2 separate regions of the Columba livia genome follow, and region 1 is linked to region 2. A link is a contact called in public Hi-C data. All regions are on one chromosome and are shown on one strand. The core of a region is the stretch at or near the end of the contact, and the rest is flanking DNA. Distances in the headings are between cores, read along the strand shown.

Region 1 (7,727 bases), core at 2,713-5,212, 250 kb before region 2:
ACTTGGATGCAAACAAACAAGCTGACTGGACCCTTAGAGAAGGATGGGAAACATGTCTTGAGAGTTACAAGAAACATTTTATAAAAAGAACAGATCATTATGGCACAATCATCCTATGTACTGAGAAGACAGTGTGCGGACTCCGTGTATATTAAGAAATGCTACTTCTAAGCCAAAGAAAACATGTTTTAGATTTGTAAGTAAAAAAATGGAACGCAATGGCTGCATTCTCCAATTTCCTTATGCAGACCTGCTGCAGGTGATGCTGTCTAGCCTCCTCTTTAGACCTCTAAGTTGCGTACTTCAGAATGCTACATGATCAACTATTTCACTATTAACTTCCTCCTGCTTCTTGTCCACTTCCAAAGCCAGATGGCAAAATAAAAGACTTAGAATAACTTAATTCCCTAACCCTATAATAAAAGCACAGGTTAAAACATTTCTGGCTAAGACTGAAAACATGAGAAGGAAAAGCTTTCTGTAAATTTATTTGAAAAAGCCAATGTATTTTTAATCAGCTTCCCTATTAGGTGCAGGTTTAAGAACTGCAACATTGAACTGACATCTTTGATTTATCCCCTCAACCTTCCTCTCTTATTAACTTATTAGACATAATGGCCCTAACAATCATAAAAACAGAGACCAAACACTGAAAATCTGTACCTTCTGTTTATTCCTCCCTAGAGCCATCTTAACACGCTTACAGTTACGCCTAGTTAGCTCTCCATATGGTCAAAGATGTACCTGATGGAAACACTGACAATCTCATAACATAAAGAAGAAAACTTACATTCACATTTTGACCCAACAACTGTGCATCACTTCTTGATATCACATATCGACGGTGGTTTTGGTAGAAGTTTTGAAGGCCGTAGTACATAAAAACATCACCCTAGAATTCAAGGATAAAACCCTTCAGTAAGCTGAGCTCATGTAGACAAAGAGAAATCCTATTACTTGCTAAAAAAGAAAGTGGAAGAGTGCTCAATTCATATTTAAGGATTGGTAACTACACTCTAAGGGATTACTTCAGCAGACACTGTTAGGATCTAGTCTTTACCCCAGCCGAGAGTTTTAGTATTTTGGCACAAAATTAAACATACTTTAAATCACCAAATGAAATCTAAAATAAAAATGCCTTATTACTATTTTATTCAAAATGGCACGGCTGGCCATGAACCTGCGCCGACTATCAATATTTGGTGGGGACTGACACTCATCTTCCATAAAAGAAAGTGCACAAAATACTTTTAAAAGTACCCATTAGGTCTTAATTCCTTCAGGTTTTTTGAAAAATACTCTGACTCTCATCAATTATTTGAACTCTTTAGAAAGTTTAGTCCTGTAATTAAAAGGAAAATGTGAGGCAGGCAAATACAAGCCAGATAAATTATTATTAAACTATAATCCCCCATTATTCAGTTAAATAAACTTCTCATCTCAAACATTACTGCAATCTGAAGAATTACAGAATATTTTAACAGCCCCTTCAATACTGAATAACTCTAAAGTGACTCCATAATTTAAATTGCACTGTAATTTTAAGGGATCATTTATGCAGCATTAAGCAGAAGATCTCTCTGGTAGAACAGGAAGCATTTTAACAGCCTCAGCAACATGACCTGGAGGTTTAGGACAGCAAATCAAGGATACTTTTCCCAACTGAAACTGCAGAATGACATTGCTAGACTTGAATTATTTCAAGGACCTTGGGCACTAACAGCATAACCCTTGTAAAAAAGACGACAGAAGTTTACTTATGGTGAGTGGTCAGAGCTTCAGATTTCCTTCTCATTTGAGAGCTTAGCAGTGTAGTAACAACTAATCCCAGGCCATGGGCGAGGGTTTGCTGCTGACTCAGGGACAAGTCACCTCTGCAATCAAACACCATTTCCTTCATCCCCATCTTCTCCTTGGACATCTCTCAGCTAGCGACAGAGGTAGCCTGATCTTTATTAACACACCAAAATGAATAGTAAAGGCAAAAGTTTAAAATTTTGAGTATTTCATGTTTTTAAAAAGTACAAAGAAAATTTAGTCAGGAGCTCCACAAAGCAGAATTACTGTATTTTATCATATAGGGATATAAGTAACAGGAGGTACTAAACGACCTGAGTTGGTTTCTCACATCCACTTACCAACATATCTTCCTTTAGTGTGAAATTAACGGAACAGTGGCATTCCTTATTCCAATTAGAGGTATTTTCACGGAGTTTTGAACACTCTGAGCATTTATCTGAATAATTAATCTGTCAGAGAAGTGAACAAGCAGAGATATTGTAGTAAAGGACACACACACAGGAAAAAGTTAGTGTTTTAGCTGCAAGACTTTTCAGAGCAGTTGTCTTCTAAGTGACTCTGTGCTGCCAAAAACATTGTTAAAATTTGACAGAGAATCACGACTTGGCCTAAATGAACATTCACAAATTTTATCCCCGGTTTAAGGCTGTTTCAGAGCCTTTTGATGACTGTTGCAGAACCTCCACATCTGCTCCTTGGCAAAGGAGTGCTGAGGAAAGAACACTTCTGCAGCTTGGTCTGGCTGACCAAGTAATGTCTGAGCAGTCCCCACACACATCATGGCCCACCCACCGCTCCTGAACAGCCTGGATGTGGCGCTGAGCGTTGCCTCCAACCAGGAGTCTGTTAACACCACCACAGGGCTAACCAACTGTACCTCCAGGAGATATTTGAACATCCGGGCTCCCTGCATTTTAAGATTTTGCCCCAGCAAACATGTATGTTCTTGTAGTACCAAACACTATCAAAGGGGTTAGTTTATTTCCCTACAAAAACCCAGGAAATAGCGACAACATTTCAGGTATTACCAGCCAGTGGCAGTAATTACCATCCATATTTCAGATATTACCATCCAGTTAACCACCCAGTGCTTGCCTTTTTTCGGTGACTAGCTATCGCTGAGGATTTTCACAGAAACACTGTCTGCTGGACCTGAGCCTGAGCCATGAAGCCATCACTACCACCTTTATCTGGAAGCAAAAATTCAAAGCCTTTTCTCTCCAAAAATAGCCCAGTTTCTTCTTCATAGAACACCTAAGAACACCACCCCCAAAGCAAACCTGGAATTCTCTGATGCTGTTTGCGGACAGGATGAGGCAGATTCCGACAGAAAGGCAGAACGCGCCTGTGAGGAAGAAGCTGGAGAGCACGGTCGCAATGGTGAGCTGGGGTTTCCAAGCTGGGAGCCTCTGTTGTTTGAATGCGCTGTTATCCGGACATCTGGAAGGACGTGCCCCTGCTTCTTGTGGAAGACAGCTTGTCTTGTTTTTCATTTTCTTCTTGGTGAGAGGAATGAATAATATACTTGTGCAGGAAAGTCTTTAAGCTGAGATACTGTCCTTACTGTTGGGAGACTGCATTGTTTGTTCAAACCTGCAATATGGCCAGGAATTACTCATTAACTAGATCGATCTCTCTCTTCCTCATTTTCTACATTTATGTTTGGATCTCCTTCATCAGCTTGTACTAATCTAACAATTGTGTACTTTGCTCAGGGCATCCAGCTCATGCCTCCTGGAAAAGCAACTGTCCTGCAACTCAGTAGGATTTGTTACGTCTTATTCATTTGCAACGATACTGCTCAAGATACTGGAATTTCTGTGTAATTTCAGATGTATTATTGTTTCTCGTATTATTGTTTCTCCCTTCACTTCAATAGCTGCCCAGCTAACAGACATGGCATACAATGACAGGAGCTCTACTCCAATTGCACTGGATGCCACTGGAGAGGACTTCAGGTGCTGAGACAGTACCAGACAGAAAACGTTGCTTTGGAAGACCAAATCAATTTTCATAACCTACTACATTCACTGCTATTGATGCAGACACTATTTAAAGTTGTAAAAAAGTTATATGTTTTTTTTATCACAAAATGGAAACTCATTCTCCAAATATCTGATTTGGATCAATGGCTTTCCAAGATGCTGATGTTTTACTCAACCTTTATTCATCTTGTCCTCTGGAAAAAATCCATCCGTTACCTACTATCCACAATGACAAAAGAATCATCCAGTGATCACCTCCTTTTAATTTAAATGGATAAACAGAAGAATATTTTTGGCACACTTCAGAAGTTTAACCAAAATGAAGTCTCAATGCAATAGATAGATAATTTATTATGCAATAGCAAAAAATAACATTTGGCCAGTTCTAGAACAGAGAGGTGAAAAATACCTTTTTGACAAATTACTGAAATTCATACAATATTTTCAAAGACCCTCAAGGGCAAGAACTAGATTACCACTCTCATGAGAGAAATGGATGTCTCCTTTGGAACAGCAGAGAGAGATAACAGAGAACTGAGTTGTACAAAGACTTTCACACCCAAGTTTTCTCATCTTCAGAGTCTTAAAAGTGACATATAGTAAATTGAGCAGGTGAATGCAATGTAACTCTAGTTTCAGTATCACAATGTTCTGCAATAGAAATAATGATAAGACTAAAACCAAAACATTTATTTTATTATTAAAAGGAAACTAAGAAAAAGTTGCAATGTGCATTCTTTCTGTATTGATAGACCTCTGAAAAGCCAAAATTCTTGATTCCATCATCTGTTAATCACTTCCATTGCAGACAAAGTAACAGTAAAATGCAGCTGCAAATGACTTCCTTGTTGCTAAAACATTAAAAGAGTCCCAGCTTCACAGACCCGTCTCTGCACAGCTTTATAATACTCGTCTCCAGTAGGTCAATTGTTTCTTTCTTTATCTGAAGAAAACAAAAATCAAAGCAAGCATCAAAAGTTATTCATAATGCTTTGGCTAAATACCATTATTTATTTACTCAGGCACCTTACTATAGGACTAGAAATTAAATAAGTAGTTCTCATACATGGTCGTGAGCTCCAGAACGTTTCGATTTTGTAAAATATCTAGCATTTGCTCTGCCGTCCTAAAGTACAACTGCGGCTCGTAAAGTCCCACCTAACATGACCCCAGAAAAGCTGTAATCGGCAGGGAGTTGATGAAGTTGCCACAGCAAGAGATCCATCCTGGGCTGCAAAATCCCTACGTGACTTTCCAGAGTATCAACTGGTATGACGCAGTCCACGGGAAGCGCTGCACGGCAACAGCCACAACGCTGTTTGTGTCTGAGACACCTGAATGGAAGCCAGCATGAAGGTCAGGTCTACATGTGCTGTATGCAGCGTACTTTGGTTTATAACACAGATATGCCTGTAGTTTATTACTTATCAAAAGATAAAAGACAAATGTATTTGAGAGTAACTAACTGACAACGTATTTCAGCAGGAACACAAGATTCTCTATCATCATGGTTAGTCCAGAGTCTCCTTATAGCTCTCTCTTCCCACTTACATATGACCTATTTGCAAACTTTCCCTCAGGATTATATCCTTCTGTGCCTCTCTTTTGTACAGGCATAAATCATGTGAGAAAGCCTGGCCAATCTCTATTCCCCACTGTGCTATGTGAGGTGAAAACAGTTGTTTTTCTATCACAAGTCCGTTTCTTAGAAACTTTTTTACTTTCATGATGCCTGAAACTTAAACTTCCTGTATTTTCAAACTTACTCAAAGCTCAGTGTCTGTATTATTTGCAGACAATACAATGTTGTTTTTTGTTGAAAAAACTCGAATCTTACAAACAAGTAATTTGAGGAGTTGAGACAGTTCTGTATTGTCATCAACCTATATACACAAAGCTTTCAAAGCAGGAAGCTTGTCCTTTGGTCAGATCCTAAAGTACAAAATCAATTTTTATTTTAACCTTTATACTTTAGTACAACTCCAGAATCTGATGAACTCATTTACCCCTCCTCTGGCTTCTTTGTAAACTTTCTTTTTATTTCCTTCTCTCCATTGTTTGGGATGAATGAAGTGGGAGACACAAAAACAGAGAAAAAAAATCCAACAGCATTAACTAATGGGATGCTGAGGCAACTGAGAGAGCAGTGAATCAGGGCACCATCCATTATGTGGATATGATGGGATACAGCACTACCATGTATGAAGATTCGTGTGTTTCTAAATTAATATATTTATGAGAATATATCACTGTGTACATAATTCTTCACTGAACATCAGGTGAGTACAACAACAGTAAGTAGAATGGACACGTGTTTCCAGCTGTTCTTGCTTTCTGGTGTAATTGAAATGAAATTTAGCAATGCAGCACCTTAAATATGCAAAGAAATTATCGATAACTGTGATTTTCATTTAAAGTAGGTCAGTATGCATAATTTCTAATTTTAAGGGTACAATTTTGCCTCCACAACTAGTAAGGGATGAAAGAAATTAGTACAACAAACTGCCAACTCTCTAAATGACATTTTTGGTATGATAATTCTTCTCTTCATTGAGAAACCTTATGACTATTCATAGCAACTATTTGACCATTTTTATACAACAGTAAGATCCTCTGCTCACTGAGACTGTATTCTATATTTCAAGCCTGAAAGTTGCCAAAACATTCCATTAGTTTCTACTGTGTTAAGATGCCTTATCTCCAAAACATTATTTGGATATCTTTTGTTTCTGACTTTTCGTATAAATAACTTTCATGAGTCTGTGTGATGTCTGCAGCAGGACAAATAGCTGCAACATGTTCCACTTACATAGCTCAAGATGTCAAAAACCGTTCTGTATGTTGTGTTACCTAAGCCAAATGCAGGTTAGAAGATGTGGGAGGTGTGTCTGACATGCCAGAAGGCTGTGCTGCCATCCAGCGGGACCTGGACAGGCTGGAGAGTTGGGCGGGGAAGAACCTAATGAAATTTAACAAGGGAAAGTGTAGAGTCCTGCATCTGGGCAGGAACAACCCCAGGTTCCAGTATAGGTTGGGAAATTACATATTAGAGAGCAGTGTAGGGGAAAGGGACCTGGGGGTCCTGGTGGACAACAGGATGACCATGAGCCAGCACTGTGCCCTTGTGGCCAGGAAGGCCAATGGCATCCTGGGGTGTATTAGAAGGGGGGTGGTTAGTTGGTCCAGAGAGGTTCTCCTTCCCCTCTACTCCTGGTGAGACCACATCTGGAATATTATGTCCAATTCTGAGCCCTCCAGTTCCAGAAGGACAGGGAACTGCTGGAGAGGGTCCAGCGTAGGGCAACAAAGATGATTAAGGGAGTGGAGCATCTCCCTTATGAGGAAAGGCTGAGGGAGCTGGGTTTCTTTAGTTTGGAGAAGAGGACACTGAGGGGTGACCTCATTAATGTTTATAAATATATAAAGGGTGAGTGCCATGAGGATGGAGCCAGGCTCTTCTCAGTGGCAAACAATGATAGGACAAGGGGTAATGGGATCAAGCTGGAACACAAGAGATTCCACTTAAATTTGAGAAAAAACTTCTTCTCAGTGAGGGTTCCAGAGCACTGGAACAGGCTGCCCAGGGAGGTTGTGGAGTCTCCTTCTCTGGAGACATTCAAAACCCGCCTGGACATGTTCCTGTGTAACCTCACCTAGGTGTTCCTGCTCCAGCAGAGGGATTGGACTAGATGATCTTTTGAGGTCCCTTCCAATCCCAAACATACTGTGATACTGTGATGTTTCTATAATCATATGTTCACTATTCTGTAATCACACATAAATATCTATTAATTATTCTAATACTGTATATGAAGGTGGAACATTCTTACTTACTTGGTTTTAACTTGAACTAAGACTTAACATTTTGATGTTACGATAGCCTTAAGATTTTACCTTAATAAAATACATCTGAGTCTCAATTTTTGGCCTGCATTCCTAGAG
Region 2 (7,069 bases), core at 4,386-6,885:
TATTTCAAGATTACTGACGCGTTCCATCGTTCAATTCCAACTCGGATCCCCAAACCAAAGCCTGCGAGCACAACCAAAGTACCTGCCAAAATTCCAGCTGGACATCTCAACAAACCACTCCAAGACAGCGGTCCTGGAAAGTTACGCATTATAAGGACTGTGTCCAAAACCTGCCTTCAAAGTGGAGGGAGAAGGTAAATAATTTTCCATGTCTATGACATTAAAATGGATTTAAGCAATCTGAACCTCAACAGTAGTTGTTTCCATTTGGGAAAATCTGAAACCACCCACATGGTCAGCACATCAATGGTCACTAATCACAGGACATCAAGAGATAGCCAAATTCTTAGAAGCCAAAGGTAAATGCATGTCTGCAGGAACCAATCTCTGCTCCCATTTTTGTGGTGTAATTCTAGAATTTGGCCTTCACAGCAGGAAAGCACATGAGGCACAAACAAGTTTCTACTGTAAACTCAATTTTTACATGTTCCATAAATAACAATACTAATGTTGTCCCAGTAGATTTATAAAAACACATGGTCAATCAAATGAAGAGAGGTTGAGGGATGTGCAGTTCTGTTTTTAAAGCTGGCCTAGTCAAGAAGGGTTTCTGTATGGATTTCTTATGTTCAGTAGAAAAGACAAAATGAAGAGAGGTATGGAGAAATTTACTTGTTCACGACGCGTAGAATTTAAAGAAATGCAGACATCCTTGTTGTGCCAAGCATTACTTTAAAAGCATGACTTGAAGATGAACAACTCTCTGCTCAATGAGTTAACTAGTGTGATTATCCCCACTCAACTTGGTGCAGATGTTATCTTAGGAAAAGAGATGCAAGAACTGAGATGGATATTGTTTGTATTAGCTGTATAAACTGTCAGCATTTTATTTGGACTACAGTATTTAGATTTCAATTCACTTAAACTGTATTTTGGAACTGATCAAAATGTGTCAAGGTTAACAGTAAGTTGTGACTTACAAAGAAGTGCAATTTTGTTCTTGCATTGCTCCACAACTTTACCCTTCCTTTCAACTGCTCACATTCAAGTAAAATAAGTAATTGCATTCATAACTCTTAGTGAAGCTTTTTTCAACCAAACTCTTTGCACAAGTAGTTCTAGTTCATTCATGAGAAAATTTGCCTTTTCACTTTTCTTAAAGCATAACTTCTTCAAAAGACTTAAAATCAAACATTAGAAGAGACTCCATGTTTGTTCTTTTCAATTTTCTAAAAAGTAGCAGTTGTTGCTCTGATAAGAAAATGTCTCGCTGTTCCACTTTAGAGAGTTAAAACTAACGAAATCCTATTACTGCAAGGAACCCCCCACAGGAATTCTGTAATACCAACTAACATGAGTTACTGGTTTAGAACATAAAAATTAATTTTTATTTCCCTGGTATTAATGTCTCCCTCATTCTTCTTCCCCTAACAGAGTGCATTCCAACAGTCTAAATGGCTCAACTGATAATATGTGGAAAAACTCCTTTCACATAGGTATTTCTTTAAGAACTGCCAAATCATAATTCCCAAATAAAGCAAAAGCTGGTGATGATCACAGTGCCATAGTCAGAACCATGTTCCTTTTGCTGAAGCAAGGAGCAATTTTGATGCATTCAGTTATCCGATTTTTTTCCTTTTATTTCACAGCTAGAAGTTTAACTTAACCACTGAGACAGTCCAACACATTAGCACTGCTGCGTGACTATTTTTGCAAACTCACAACAGAAACTTATGCCTCCCTCAACAGCTCCACAAGAAATTCTCCAAGAGTACCTAAAAGAAGAAGTTCAAAAAGATCAGTCTACTGAAAGATTATTTCAGCTTGTGTCCTACAAGACACACTTGTGTCAAATGCAAAAATTAACAAATGTCTCTTCCATATTAAACAGAAACGGTTTCAAATTTTATTCACTAAATCTGCAGGTACCTATAAAGTTCTGAGGCTGTATGTCATATATGCTCAGATCCAAATAAAGTTCACAGAAGCACAGCATTTTATGTTCTGCAACTTGCAGAATGAGTATATGTAAACGTGAAGAAACTCAAATTTCAAAAAGCAGCTGTCACCCCGGCATGCTTATCAGAGAGATCTCCGGTATAAGTTTCATCGGAAGGGCCAGCAACTCATGGATGAGCCAAAAAAAAAGATACAAAGTGCTCCATACACAGGTCTGTCAACAGATCTCAGCTCCAATCAAGCTACAAAACTCCCACTGAATGTGCTACATTGAACAGCCCACTTCTTGGTAGTCGCAAATCACATATTGCAAACTGATGCTATTTGCCACCCTTTATTGCCAGTCTACAGAGAGGAAAGAAAATCTCTGCCAAGAGAAATTAATTCCCACAATAGCATCCTTTGCTTTAGAGATCACAAAGGACCACTGAGTACTGTCAAATCATCCTCTATGATACCATATTATACTTCTCACCTATTTGTACCACTGACATAAAAGTTTCCCTGTCTTCTGCTCCTGTTTTGGGATGACACAACTGATTTCTACCTATGAGTATGAGGATTGAAACAAACTGACAAACAGGGATACTACACTCTTAAGGGATTAAGGGAGACAAAGAAAGCACGGAGAATGAAAGATAATGAGTGGTGACATAAAAGGAAGAAACTGGGAGGATTTCTGAAAAATGGAACTTCGACGCTCTCCCTCAAACTGCTCGGGAGATGTGGCACGCTGGCTACAGGCAAGGTATGGTCATTTATGGTGCTGTGAGAAGTGTTCCTTCTGTTTATGGAGAGAACATGATAAACCTGGTGTCTTTCACGAGTACTAAGCAAACGCCTTAGTATTCCTTATCTTCTGCCTTACAGTTCCGAACACAATATAAAAGTCATATTCAAGACTGGACATAGTTGTGACATGAACTGGAAAAGGGATGGAGAGAAAGCCCTGCAGTTAAATGACTTGGGACATGTGTAACATTAAACACCACTGCTAAGCAGACAATAACCCCTGACCACTCTCTCCACAAATCTCATCTCAAAGGTTTACTGAAGAGGTTCTTGTGCAAGATTTTTTAGACTGTGTCATGTGACAAGGCAAATAGATGGCAAATCCCTTCAGGGCTTTTTTTTGTTGGGTTTTGGTTCAGTTTGGGGTTTTGTACCACCTGCAGCAGGGTAAACATTCATGTCTCAAAGTGAGAGTAACTACCTTTAATATGGATTCTAAAATAATAATATCTAATGATGTGGCCAAAAGTAAGTTACAACTTACTTACATATCATTATACTAGGGTATATATTTTGTGTTTTCATACCCTTCAAGTCTGAACATCTTCCATATACTTCTTCTTAACAACAGCCTCTAACTAACAGCCTCTAACTACGAGATGCTAAAATCTAAGACACTTCTGAGGGCTGTTATGAAGAAGAATATACCATTGGTCAGGACTTATTCTAGCACTAGTCTTAAAGGACTTGGCAAAAGATCAGTATTTTAAAAGTACATTTCAAATTCTGCTTTGCACCTACAGATGTGGCAGAGATGATTTTTTTTAAATAGGTCAGCAAATGAATTTGGATAGTAAACTTTTTTCAACAAAACTTGATGTTTCACAGAAATAAACTTGATCGAGTTTGTCAGAAGTGCTAGCTAATGGCCAATTATTTTCTTGTATTGCTGCTTACATTGCACACTGTAAACCTTGTTTTCCTGTTTCAGGTCAACTGATTTTAAAGCATTTTATAGTATTCATAAGAAGCAGTATAAATTAACCTTTGATTTTAATCTGTTGTATGTGAAAAATAACTACACAAAATAAAAGTAACAGCTGCTCTTCTTACTTTACTGATGGCTTGTGTCAACTTAATGCAACAGGCTCCTCATAAAGAACCTGCCAACAAGTTTTGAAAGGTGAGATATGGACAGCAGAGTATATGATTTGCACAACACTCACCTGTAATGATACTTGTAACACACTCAGATAACATTCTTGGAATAAAGTGCATATAGTGCTTTTAGTACAGGGATTAGACTGGATTAGACACCTCCAGAGGTGTCTTCCATAACTGGAAGAGTTGTGCTTCACAGTCTCATCTCAAAGTCAGATGGTTTATCCATCACGTCAAATGTTTATCATCCAAGTCCTGCTTTGTGTCCAGTTTCTAAAGGAAAGCTGTTAACAAGACAAAAATCAGCTTACCACCCACCCCAATTGAAACCTCTGCTTGGCAGAACGTGCAGGTAGGCTCCTAAGTTATTTAGGACTCCTGAATGAAAAATTCTTAATGAAGAGCATTAACTATGGGAAGTGGAACTGTTTAAGGAACCTACATGAGAATAAAAAATAAAATTAAATGCTCAGGAGACTTACTAGGGTTTGTGACCCCTCCTGCACTATATACATACGATTTTTACATTGCTCCCTCTCAAACTATTCTCCAACCCTTTCACAGGAAGGAGGCAACCATTGTCAAGACACTGGAAGATTCAGAGTCTTCCCAGAAACGCAAATAACTCCCAACTCTTACTTATATGCTAAAAACAAAAAAATAAAATTAAAAAAATCAATATGGCACTATAAACTTTTAAAGTCATTTTAGTTGCCTAGATCTACCTGAATTTTTGCATTAAATCTCAATGCTACGGATGCAATCACAGGCTGTAACGTGCTTTAAGATACACTGAAAAAAAAAAGTATAGGAGACAGATATTATAATAATTCTGAAAAGAGACAAATAAGCCATAGTACCATACTCCAGGGAGCAATGGCTGGAGAAAAGCCGTTTAACTCCTGCCCTTTTATAATAACACATGACAAAGGTGACACGAGACACCTTAGTGAGCACATGGGTGATGCTTTTCAAGTAGCACGGGTATTTTTCTCTCCAAAGGCTCTACTGCGGATTTACTGTTTCCAAGGCTTTTCAGAACTGTAAGTTACTTCAGGTCGGTAACGGCAGTCAACACACATTATGCAACATCCTTTCATCAAATAAAGTCGTTTTGGAAGAAAACACAATTTAGAAGCTGAATGAATGCACGGGGCTGCTGAGCTCAGAACTCAAAGCAAGGCGTTTTCTTCCTTTCCCTTTCTTTCGCTTTTTAAAATTCGCTTAAACGCATTTTTGTTGGGCAGGTTCCCGCAGTCACTTAAATACAGACGCCTTCGTTCGCCTGTCCATCCTCTAACGATCCCGGGTACCAAGGGTCAGAGATTAGACCTCACCTGGATGCAGAGATTTTTGTTTACAAGCGAAACCGGCATCGGCAGCTAGCAGGGAAAAGGAGGCACAGGAAGGAAAATAAAAAGAGAGCGAGAGAGGAAAAACAGGAGAAATAAATTAATAAATTAAAAGCGGAAAAGAGAAAAGGGGAGAGCTGAAGGGAGGACGCAATTAAAAAAAAAAAAAATAAAAAAAAAGAAAGAGAAGGAGGGCCGGGGAAGAGGAGGCAGGCCGTCAGGAAGACTGCTTAATCCCAGCGTGAGAAGCGAGCTCCAGGAGCCGCGTACCTGGAGTGCTGCCGGCCCCGGACGGGCTCTCCCACCACGGCTCCTCCAGCGTGTCCCCCATGCCGCTACTATCGCTGCCGCCGCCGCCGCCACGCGGGGAGGGCGGGGCGGGGCGGGTCGGTGCGCGCGGCCCGCGCCTGGCCCCGCCCCCGAGCCTGCGCCTGCGCACTGGCCCCGCCCGCCCACACACGGGGGCGGGAGGCAAACGGTGTCCAATGAACATTTTACAAAGTTTTTTTCCTAAGTAATAAAGGTAAGCGTTTAAAATGCATAGGGAGGGTTTGTTGACTTTTTTTTTTTTTGCCAAAAATATAGCCCAAGCGGGGAAAAAGAGGAAAGAAATTAAAAATATTACCCAGTCATAATATTTTTTTAATTGCCTGAGTCTGTTTTGACGCTGTAAAATACTTTCTGGATTAAGATTATTAATATAATCTTTTCTGAGACACAAATATACACGTCAAAACACTGTGTGTTGCCTTTGAATGAAAGTTCTTCACTCTCGAGGCACCGGACCCTGCAGACAGTGAAGCAACCTGTGTGAGGTATTTCACAGGAGCTGTCCTGCTTTAGAGTCCGAGCGTTTGCATGGCGAAGCGCATCCCGCAGCCAGCTGTGGAAGGAAAACAGACAAGTGTAAGAACGTGAATCTATCATAAGGTGGCACTATTATTCCAGAGAGACCACATCTGGAATATTGTGTCCGGTTCTGGGCCCCCCAGTTCAAGAAGGACAGGGAACTGCTGGAGAGGGTCCAGCACAGAGCAACAAAGATGAATAAGGGAGTGGAGCATCTCCCTTGTGAAGGAAGGCTGAGGGAGCTGGGTCTCTTTAGCTTGGAGAAGAGGAGACTGAGGGGTGACCTCATTAGTGTTTATAAATATGTAAAGGGTGAGTGCCATGAGGATGGAGCCAGGCTCTTCTTGGTGACAACCAATGATAGGACAAGGCGCAACGGGTGCAAACTGGAACATAGAAGGTTCCACTTAAATATGAGGGGAAACTTCTTCACGGTGAGAGTGACAGAACACTGGAACAGGCTGCCCAGGGGGGTTGTGGAGTCTCCTACTCTGGAGACATTCAAAACCCATCTGGACACCTTCCTGTGTAACCTCATCTCGGTGTTCCTGCTCCGGCAGGGGGATTGGACTAGATGATCTTTTGAGGTCCCTTCCAATCCCTAACGTTCTGTAATTCTGTGATAAATGACTTACATCATTCTTCTTAACTTTCGTAAACACATACTATTTTTTTGTTTGAGGGTGCAGATGGATGAGGAATGTGCATGATTGAGAGCTTTAGTGTTGTTTGGCCCAGGGTTGCTAATGAACATTGCCAGACGATTCGTAGTCCTTGGAAATCAGGATTCCATGTGAAACTTCCAAATTTTATCTCCAGTTTGCAGAGTATAGCCTGGCAAGCTACTGACTGTAACAGAAGTCGTTTAATAATAAAGCCTGTATATAGCAAAGCAGTTCCCCTTCATGGGAACTGAAAAATACTCAGGTTTTTCGCAGAATGGCTTGCCTCTGGGAAAACCGATTCCCAACGCTTACAGAGAAAGGCACCGGCGGCAGCGCCTTCCCCCGCCACCC

The links. Hi-C and Micro-C count contacts between places; a contact is called where the count stands out from the background.
Region 1: a contact with region 2 is called in a Hi-C map of liver, with 4 times the contacts expected there. The contact joins the promoter of LOC102088327 here to the promoter of CMSS1 in region 2. A contact is called at or near these places in 2 of 2 Hi-C or Micro-C datasets (crop and liver).

What each region holds. Positions count from the first base shown.
Region 1 is chr1:72,831,936-72,839,662 of bColLiv1.pat.W.v2, reverse strand. It overlaps LOC102088327 (cell cycle control protein 50C), which reads right to left and starts at 3,962. Exons shown (of 7, transcript XM_005506680.3): 1 at 3,081-3,962; 2 at 2,139-2,249; 3 at 791-892. The coding sequence starts at 3,293. It overlaps CMSS1 (cms1 ribosomal small subunit homolog), which reads right to left. Exons shown (of 10, transcript XM_065062430.1): 10 at 4,117-4,728. The coding sequence ends at 4,645.
Region 2 is chr1:72,583,065-72,590,133 of bColLiv1.pat.W.v2, reverse strand. It overlaps CMSS1 (cms1 ribosomal small subunit homolog), which reads right to left and starts at 5,635. Exons shown (of 10, transcript XM_065062430.1): 1 at 5,475-5,635. The coding sequence starts at 5,535. FILIP1L (filamin A interacting protein 1 like) reads left to right here. Exons shown (of 6, transcript XM_065062366.1): 5 at 10-194; 6 at 1,650-3,808. The coding sequence ends at 1,653.